2 separate regions of the Sus scrofa genome follow, and region 1 is linked to region 2. Evidence: chromatin contacts called from public HiChIP or PLAC-seq data. All regions are on one chromosome and are shown on one strand. The core of a region is the stretch at or near the end of the contact, and the rest is flanking DNA. Distances in the headings are between cores, read along the strand shown.

Region 1 (4,107 bases), core at 159-2,658, 150 kb before region 2:
ATCAATCAAATCCAAAAGCATCAGGTAGTTCTCTGGTGGCTCAGCAGGTTAAGGATCCAGCATTGCACTTCTGCGGTTTGGGTGCGCATCTGTGGCGCAAGTTCAAACCCTGGCCAGGGAAATTCTGCATGTTGTGGGTGTGGCCAAAAACAACAAAAAGAAGCATTGAAGGCTACGGAAGTCTACTTCTAACTAGGTTGTATCTACAAACTTTTTTTTTTTTTTTAAATGGCTGCCCTTGCCACATATGGAAGTTCCCAGGTTAGAGGTTGAATCTGAGCTGCAGCTACCAGCCTACACCACAGACACAGCAATGCCAGGCCTAAACCTCGTCTGCAACCTACACCACAGCTCACAGCAACACTGGATCCTTTAACCCACTGAGCATGGCAAGGGATTGAACCCACGTTCTCATGGGTATTAGCAGGGTTCTTAATCCACTGAGCCACAATGGGAACTCTGTTATCTATAAGTTATTGCCCAGTTTCCCTCCTCCTAAACCATTTACCTATGGGAGAAGAAAAAAAGAAAAATTCATGATACTTTGTGCGGCATCAAAATTTTTAAATTATGGTTGGGGAAAAATAATTTTTTTTAAAAAAAAGGACTATACTTTTGCTACTAGAAAAAAGTCAGGCTAAGGAAAGAACACAGAGTCTAACCACCTCAGTTTTGCCATCAACTGGGAACACAAATTCTCACCACAAGCTGTGCAGATTATTTTCCCACTCCTCACTAACTCATCACTCATCACACCCACACTCACCAAAGCCAGTCACTCTCATCACAGCAGGCCAACACCACAGACCCCCACTTAACCCAGCACACCCCATGCATAAGCACTGCGTCAGGACTCCACTAGATTCCAGAATGAAAGACCAGTTGTGCGTCTGACTAAGTTTCAAGAATAAGTTCAACAAAGCCCCCTAGGGATTGAGGCTCCAGAACAGTCTACCTCTCTCTTGCTTCAGTCCCATCACCCTGATGCTCAATTCTCCCCCTCTCTCTCTGAATTTACTTACGCGGAGCTGTTCAAGGTCTGGCGGAGGAGGCGGGAAGTCAGGCTCCTGAGGTTGGAAGGCTTCTCTCACCTTGGCCACGGCTCCCAGGATCCGGTATCCTGAGTCCAGGAAGCTCTTTTGCAGGCCTAAACACAGACACCGTCACTTTCAGCTGGGCAGGTCCGTGCCCTGGAGCACTGTCCAGCAGAAGAACTGGTTTCCAGTAACAAAAGCTGGATATGCAGCTGCCAGTGAGCAGCACAGGCAGAGACTGAAGGGAAAAGGAGGTAAGGGCCTAAGGCCAGCAAAGAGTCACAAGTGTCACAGACCAGCTGTCCCCTGTAGTGCTCAGTGTGCTGCCTGGTTTACGTAACTAGTAAGTACTTAGGACATTGCTGGGCATGAAGGCTTTGGGCTCAGGTGGTGCTCTTTGCCTCTCACACTGGAGCAGCCAAGAGAGAAGCCTGCCCCACTCAGAAAGGGGAGCTGGCCGTTTCAGATGTGCACACGTTCCCTGGAGCCCTTCTCACCTTTCTCCCTGCCCTTGGCTCGGCTTGGCATTCAGCATATTAACCCCTACGTTGAGCTGTTGCTACTGTGTCCGGTCACCTAACATTCAAGAATCGACTCAAACTATGAAAAACTCCACAGAGGACACTGAGCATGTCCTTAGTGATGGTGGGTTGAGAAAACTAGAAAGATTCTGCCAGGGCTGGGGACAAGCAGGGCGGCCCCCTCCTCCCCACTCCCTCACACTGGGTGGATTCTACTCACAGACAAGGCTACAAACATTGGATGCTCACAGCAAGAAGGAATTCAGATGTTTCCAACCAAAAAAGGAGTGGTAATCTCTTTAGCAGTAATGAAAACACAATCAAAATTCAGCTAAAGGAAATCCAGATTTTTTGGTGTAGGACCAAGATAATGACCTAGGAGACCCATAGGTCAATTTAAGCCCTCCAGATTTGACAGAAATAGAGAATGTTGTTCAGAGCAAAAGCATTTTAAGAAAAGCAAAAGTTGGAGTTCCTGTTGTGGCGCAGTGGTTTAAAGAATCCAACTAGGAACCATGAGGTTGCGGGTTCAATCCCTGGCCTTGCTCAGTAGGTTAAGCATCCGGTATTGCCGTGAGCTGTGGTATGGGTCACAGACGCGGCTCGGATCCCGCGTTGCTGTGGCTCTGGTGTAGGCCGGCGGCTACAGCTCCGATTCCCGTAGCCTGGGAACCTCCATATGCCGCAGGAGTGGCTCAAGAAAAGGCAAAAAGACCAAAAAAAAAAAGCAAAAGTTATGCTAGTTACATAAACTAAATGGTTGGTAACCTGGCTATCAGGCAACTTTTGAGAACTTTCCAAAATAATGACAGGCGATGTTAAGAAAGTGCAGAGAGGATGAACCAGAGAAACTAACGATAACCCTGCCAGTATTGCAGGAAATATTCTCTCCAATATATTTTGGACAGGAAAAAATTAACCTATAGCATCCTCAAACTAAGAATCTGCAGTATTTGCTCCCAGACTTTGTATGTAGTGGCTGTGGGGTGCATACCCTCTCCCCAGCCAGTCGGCTCCCTGAATTAATCTCTCAGCTGAGGTGAATCACACCAGGCTTTGCTTACCAGGGTCAGAAATGTTTCCTGCCACAGCCTTTGCATCCATCACCATTGGGGAGATTGTTTTGCTCAATTCGTCAGAGGCAGCTTTCACCGCCTCACGGAACTTGGGATCCTCAGAGTTCTCCACCTCCCTCTTAGCCACCAGCAGAATGCGGTTGGCCCGACGAGCGATGCTGGTTGCCCCAGCAACCAGCATCTGAGGCTGAATGTTGGCCATGGCTACTTTACACTTGTCCAGGTCTTTTTTAATCGCTTCTTCGGAAGCATCCAACAGAGATTTGGTGTCAATGGCTTCGTCCACCAACCCTGTCCAGAGAAGAGAAATGGAATTTAGGCGCTGTTTTAGAAGAACAGAAACTCCAAAACTCTGGTGTCCACTCCAGCTTCTCACATGAAAAGTGCAACACCCATAATTCTCACCTTCGGCTCAAAGCCCTTCTTAACATAATCAAAAGCCTCCAGGTGATTACTAAACACACAAAAATTTAAAAGGGAGGATATAGCCCAGGAGGCCAGACAGACTCACGGCATTTATACCAATTGTGGCCACCGGACTTCTTGTATCTACCACAGACAGGCCGAAAAGGATCAGGAGGAAACAAGGATTGCGTCTGAAACCCTCACCACATCAGCGCCACATTATCTGTTAACAGCATTTTCCCCCCTCCCGTTCTCACTCCCCAGCCATCTGTTGCTTGTTGGCAGCTTGAAGTGCCCAAAAGGAGCCATGCAGAGGATTCCAATAACCCTAACAGCCTGCTTCTTGTTTCTGTTACCTCACTGCAGACACCTCCGGAGCTCCGCTTTCATCTCTGGCTGCTACGGCCCCCTGTCCCTGCAGGTTGTACAGGGAAGCCAAAGTGCCTACATCCCTCTCCCCTTCCTCTCGCATCCCTCCCTCCACAGAGGACGAAGATTCAGAGGTGCCCCTTCGACTGCACAGACGCAGGTTGGTTGGTGGCTGGTTTCTCCTTTTTGGAAACTACGTAGCTGATAAGTTGGAGGAAATTCTGAGACAAGTTGTATTAAATGGTAGCCATTGTGGTTCCTTGAAATGTGAACCCGCCGAAAATAACAGGGACACTGACTGTATCCACAAATACCGCCTCTCAGCCTCTGAAACCAAACTCTGGCTCACACAGAGCAAAGACACTATTCAAAGAGAAGATAGGCACTTTAACAATAAACATCACACCGGGAGAGCAGCATTAAAATGAAAGCTACTCAAAGAGTCTCTCTTCGGACAAAGGTGAAGAGCCCGTATGAGGAGCCGCCGCTGCTCAGCAGCCTTAACAGGGCCAAGTACACTGTTGAGCACATGACCGTTCCTTTATCCAATTACACAACCGGTCCTGCTTGAGTTTCTCAGAACTCGTTCCTCGTGGATTAGATAATAAGTTCTTATGATCCCACACAACTCTACCTGTCATTTTTTCAACATTATCAATCCACTGGTTCTTCATGGTCTCAAAATGTTCATAAGCAGCTTGA
Region 2 (4,481 bases), core at 694-3,193:
CTGATGACTGCAACCTCTGTCTGCTTGAAGTGAACCTTAACCAGACCTAAAAGGCTCTATTTTCTCAATAACCTGATACCAACTTCTGTCACTAGCCACAGCAGCTGCACTAAGCTGTGGGCTCCCATGGGTTATTTTTATCTCAAATACTCCCTGGGACCCACTTGGTCACCAGTATGTTCAAAGATGGGTTTGGGGGCCTGAATGCTACCTTCTACCTCACAGGGAAAATGCCATGTGGGCAAGAAGAAGGATTTTCATCAACTGGATGGGTAAGGCTCCTGCTTGCCCTCAGAACAAGATTTTTCAGTAAAAGCTAGATCAGAAAACAGCTGCGGCCAGGAGGCCTCAGCAAGCCTTCCTGCTCTCTCTCTCTCTCTGAACCAGAGGGTTCATGACCCAACCAGCTGCCTGAAAGAGGGTGGCTGATCTTTTCAGGGAGGCCAGGCCCTTTGTGGTCACCATATGGAGGCAGGAGTCAGAAGAGAAGAAACTGAATCATGAGTCTCCACCCAGCTGTTGCTCTTTGGGGGCAAAACATTTCTCTCCCAGGGCTCAGCCATCTTGCCCTCAGACCTGGACTTGTGTCCCTTCCTCGGCACCACTATCAGAACAATTTCCTAAACCAGAACATGGCATAAAAAACCTTGAGGTAGTTAGATCTTATCTTCTTTGGGCCCCTTCTGTTACCACAGTCCTCCTACTGCCCATCAGACCTTCCCACCCAGCTTCCCAATCAGAGTTCTGAGCCACCTCATCTTGGGTCGCCTTTCACCTCCAGCCCAGCAGAGGCCGCTAGAGTGATGCAGATGAACCAGAGCGGGTGGGAACAGTGCAAGGAGGGCCCAGGGGCTGGCCTAATACCCTGCTCTCCAGAAGCTGAGTCCAAGCACCCAGCTGGAAGAGATGCTCTAAGCCTCTTGCTTGAAACTCCCCTTATCCTTCTCAGAGGTGAAGATGGGGCCAGACAATTTCCATTTTACTTTTTTTTTTTTTTTGGTCTTTTTGCCATTTCTTGAGCCGCTCCTGAGGCATATGGAGGTTCCCAGGCTAGGGGTCACATTGGAGCTGTAGCCTCCTGCCTACGCCAGAGCCACAGCAACACGGGATCCGAGCCGTGTCTGCAACCTACACCACAGCTCACGGCAACGCCTGATCCTTAACCCACTGAGCAAGGGCAGGGATCGAACCCACAACCTCGTGGTTCCTAGTCGGATTCGTGAACCACTGCGCCACAACGGGAACTCCTGGTATTTTTTTTTTAATGCCAAAAAATAGTTACTAAATTGTGGTCTATTTCACATGTTTATACTTAGCCAATTAAAGCTTGTGCCTCCTCTCACACCTGTACATATACACATACAATGCAACATAAAGGGACAATTCACAAGCTATGTGAAAACAGTAATAATGTTCAGCACACCCGTCGGCATGGCTTGGTAATGCTGTGAGTCTGGGATGAGGTCTTCTGCTGAACCTGGTGAGTGAGGCTGAGTGTACCTCTGTGATGAATATACAAGCCCACGCATTTAAGGTCTGTATTTGAGGCCCTTCGTAAATGTGAGGCCCTCCCCAAATAGCCCTCCTTGTCCTCCACCCACTCTCCACCCCCACCCCCCATGGGCCAGGCCACAGTGAAATATTTCACTAAGTGCAGAGTGGATAAGACGAAGATGGGTATAGTTCTAGAGTTACTAGGCCCCCTCTTCTTCCTGCTCCCAACCTGTCATCCTACGGAGAAATGCTCTCTGTTGGCTGGAAGAACATAGCTGGATGGCAAGAGGGAGGCTTCTCTATGCTAGGCTCCATCCCAAAGTTTCTACTCTGATCCATTATTCCTCCTCTTAGACTCCAGATCCTTTTCCTGTCTTTGTGTTGTTTTGGTCGGAGCAGGAAGTCTTCCTGGAAATCTTCCACAAATATAACATCCTCCTCCTTACCCAAGGGACACTGGCCTTATGCGTGCACCCCACCCCACCCGCTCCACCTCAGCTCTGGGCTGGGACAGTGATGCCAGAACAACAGAAAGTCATCCTCCCAGAGATCCAGCATCTTGCCCTCAGGGTGAGCATCAGCCCTGAGCCTGCCTTTCTCCCTTAGCAACACTCAGAACAACTTCTTGCAGTAGAAAACAATAATCGGGGGTGGGGGGGAAATCATGAAGTTTTTTAAGGACATTCAAAAAATGTGGAAGAATGCTAGGAAGAAAACAACACTAGCATGTGTCTCCTCAGTGCTGCGCTTCTTCATGCCCCTTTTGTCCACCAGAGGCCTAAAGGCCAAGTACCGTGACTGCCAGACCAGATCTATTGTTTCTGGCCAGTCCTTGGTTTCACACTTTTCCTCCTGGTTCAGCTGTCACAATCCCCATCTCCTCTAGTTGTCACCAGAGATGATGAGGCTAATGTGAGTGCCTGGCCAGGCCATGGTGTGTTCCCTCCCCTGGGAGAGTTTCATTGCAGACCAATAGCTCAAGTGTCCTAAGGGGACTACAGATGCTTTTCCTGCCAGATGCTCCTGGCGAAAGGGGTTCTGTGGCCAAACAAGATTGAGGGGCAACATTCTCAGGTCCACCATCTTTTATCTACAAAGTTGAAGTTCAAAAAGTCCTCAAAAGTTTTTTTCATAAATCAGGGACAGAACCTGATCTAAATTGATGTGAAATTTTTCAGATTCTTTATTTAATCCACTTAGTGTGAATATCCATATGTCTTGCCACAGAAGTATGTGATTACAGGGCCTGTCCCACTTTGCTAGTGATGCTGTGTGATAAATAGTATATTTACCACAACGCCTTATTGAAATTTGAAAAATTCTGAATTCTAAATACATCTTACCCCAGGGATTTGGGGTACTGGATTGTGAACTGTGGAGATGCCCTTATTGGACCTTTATCCTGAACATACTATTTCAAGCGCTCTCAGAAGCCTTGTTGTAGACAAGAAACCAAGCTCACAGAACTTTCCCCAAACTTATTTGACTATAAAACTCTTCATCCCATTTAACATCTATTAACATCTCACAGAATTTCCACAAAGACACTCTGGGAAATACAGGATGTTTAGAAGAATTTAGCTCTTGAAGAGTCCACTACATTTCCTGAGATGCAGGAAAACGCGTGTCTGCCTGAGTACGCTTAGATCCTAGGCCCTTGGGAGAGTTTTTCCTTACTCTCAAGGCTAAGACTGTGGGAAGATAAAAAGCTGTAAGAGGGAAGACAGAGGAAAGACTTTGATGACTCATGCAGGCCTGGAACAGGGACAAGGCCTGCTGGAAAACCCAATTAGGACAAACACATCTGTCAAGAGTCAAACCACAGGGCCAGACAAGAACAAGAAGGGAAACAGTTAAAAGTTCAGGTATGGAGTTCCTGTTGTGGCTCAGCAGAAACGAATCCAACTAGTATCCATGAGGATGGAGGTTCGATCCCTGGCCTTGCTCAGTGAGTTAAGGAGCCAGCATTGCTATGAGCTAGAATGTATGTCGCAGATGTGACTTGGATCCCGAGTCGCCATGGCTGTGGAGTAGGCCAGCAACTGTAGCTCTGATTTGATTCCTAGCCTGGAAACTCCCATATACTGTGGTTTCAGCCCTAAAATGCAAAAAAATAAAAATAAAAATAAAAGTTCAGGTAAAGATTGGAACCGAGGTATGCGGGATCTAAAGCACTCAGGAACTACTCAGCCATAAAAAAGAACAAAATAATGCCATTTGCAGCAATATGGATGGACTGGAGACTCTCATACTAAGTGAAATAAGTCAGAAAGAGAAAACAAATACCATACAATTTCACTTATATCTGGAATCTAATATATATGGCACAAATAAACCTTTCCATGGAAAAGAAAATCATGGACATGGAGAACAGACTCGTGGTTGCCAAGGTGGGGGGGGGAAGGGAGTGGGATGGATTGGGAATTTGGGGTTAATAGATGCAAACTATTACCTTTGGAATGGATAAGCAATGAGATCCTGCTGTGTAGCACTGGGAACTTTGTGTAGTCATTTATGATGGAGCATGATAATGTGAGAAAAAAGAATGTATATGTGTATGTGTAACTGGGTCACCTTGCTGTATAGTAGAAAATTGACAGAGCACTGTAAACCACCTATAATGGAAAAAAATAAAAATTATTATAAAGGGAGTTCCCGTTGTGGCGCAGTGGTTAACGAATCCGACTAGGAACCATGAGGTTGCGGGTTCGGTCCCTGCCCTTGCTCAGTGGGTTAACGATCCGGCGTTGCCGTGAGCTGTGGTGTAGGTCGCAGACGCGGCTCGGATCCCGCGTTGCTGTGGCTCTGGTGTAGGCCGGTGGCTACAGCTCCAATTCAACCCCTAGCCTGGGAACCTCCATATGCCGCGGGAGCAGCCCAAGAAATAGCAACAACAACAACAAAAAAAGACAAAAAGACAAAAAAAAAAAAAAAAAATTATTATAAAAAAATAATAAAGCACTCAGGTGTCCAAGTACCCAACACAA

What was found. HiChIP or PLAC-seq counts read pairs in DNA pulled down with a chosen protein or histone mark.
Region 1: an H3K27ac HiChIP or PLAC-seq map of skeletal muscle shows a contact between it and region 2. The contact joins two enhancer-like sites. A contact is called at or near these places in 11 of 47 Hi-C or Micro-C datasets (alveolar macrophages, blood, embryonic fibroblasts and 7 more) and 2 of 2 datasets of contacts at active chromatin or transcription factors (alveolar macrophages and skeletal muscle).

The regions. Positions count from the first base shown.
Region 1 is chr14:76,796,187-76,800,293 of Sscrofa11.1, reverse strand. It overlaps VCL (vinculin), which reads right to left. Exons shown (of 21, transcript NM_213934.1): 15 at 4,040-4,107; 16 at 2,620-2,922; 17 at 1,023-1,147. Among named protein-coding and RNA genes, the nearest start is that of AP3M1, 37 kb to the left of the region's middle. Within about 2 kb of position 1,408, at least 4 of the 83 cell types and tissues checked have an H3K27ac peak or open chromatin away from gene starts, as enhancers often do. A contact at or near this core is called in skeletal muscle, where this site is marked.
Region 2 is chr14:76,650,768-76,655,248 of Sscrofa11.1, reverse strand. All of the region lies in intron 2 of LOC102160869 (atherin-like), which reads left to right. Among named protein-coding and RNA genes, the nearest start is that of PLAU, 24 kb to the right of the region's middle. Within about 2 kb of position 1,943, at least 22 of the 83 cell types and tissues checked have an H3K27ac peak or open chromatin away from gene starts, as enhancers often do. A contact at or near this core is called in skeletal muscle, where this site is marked.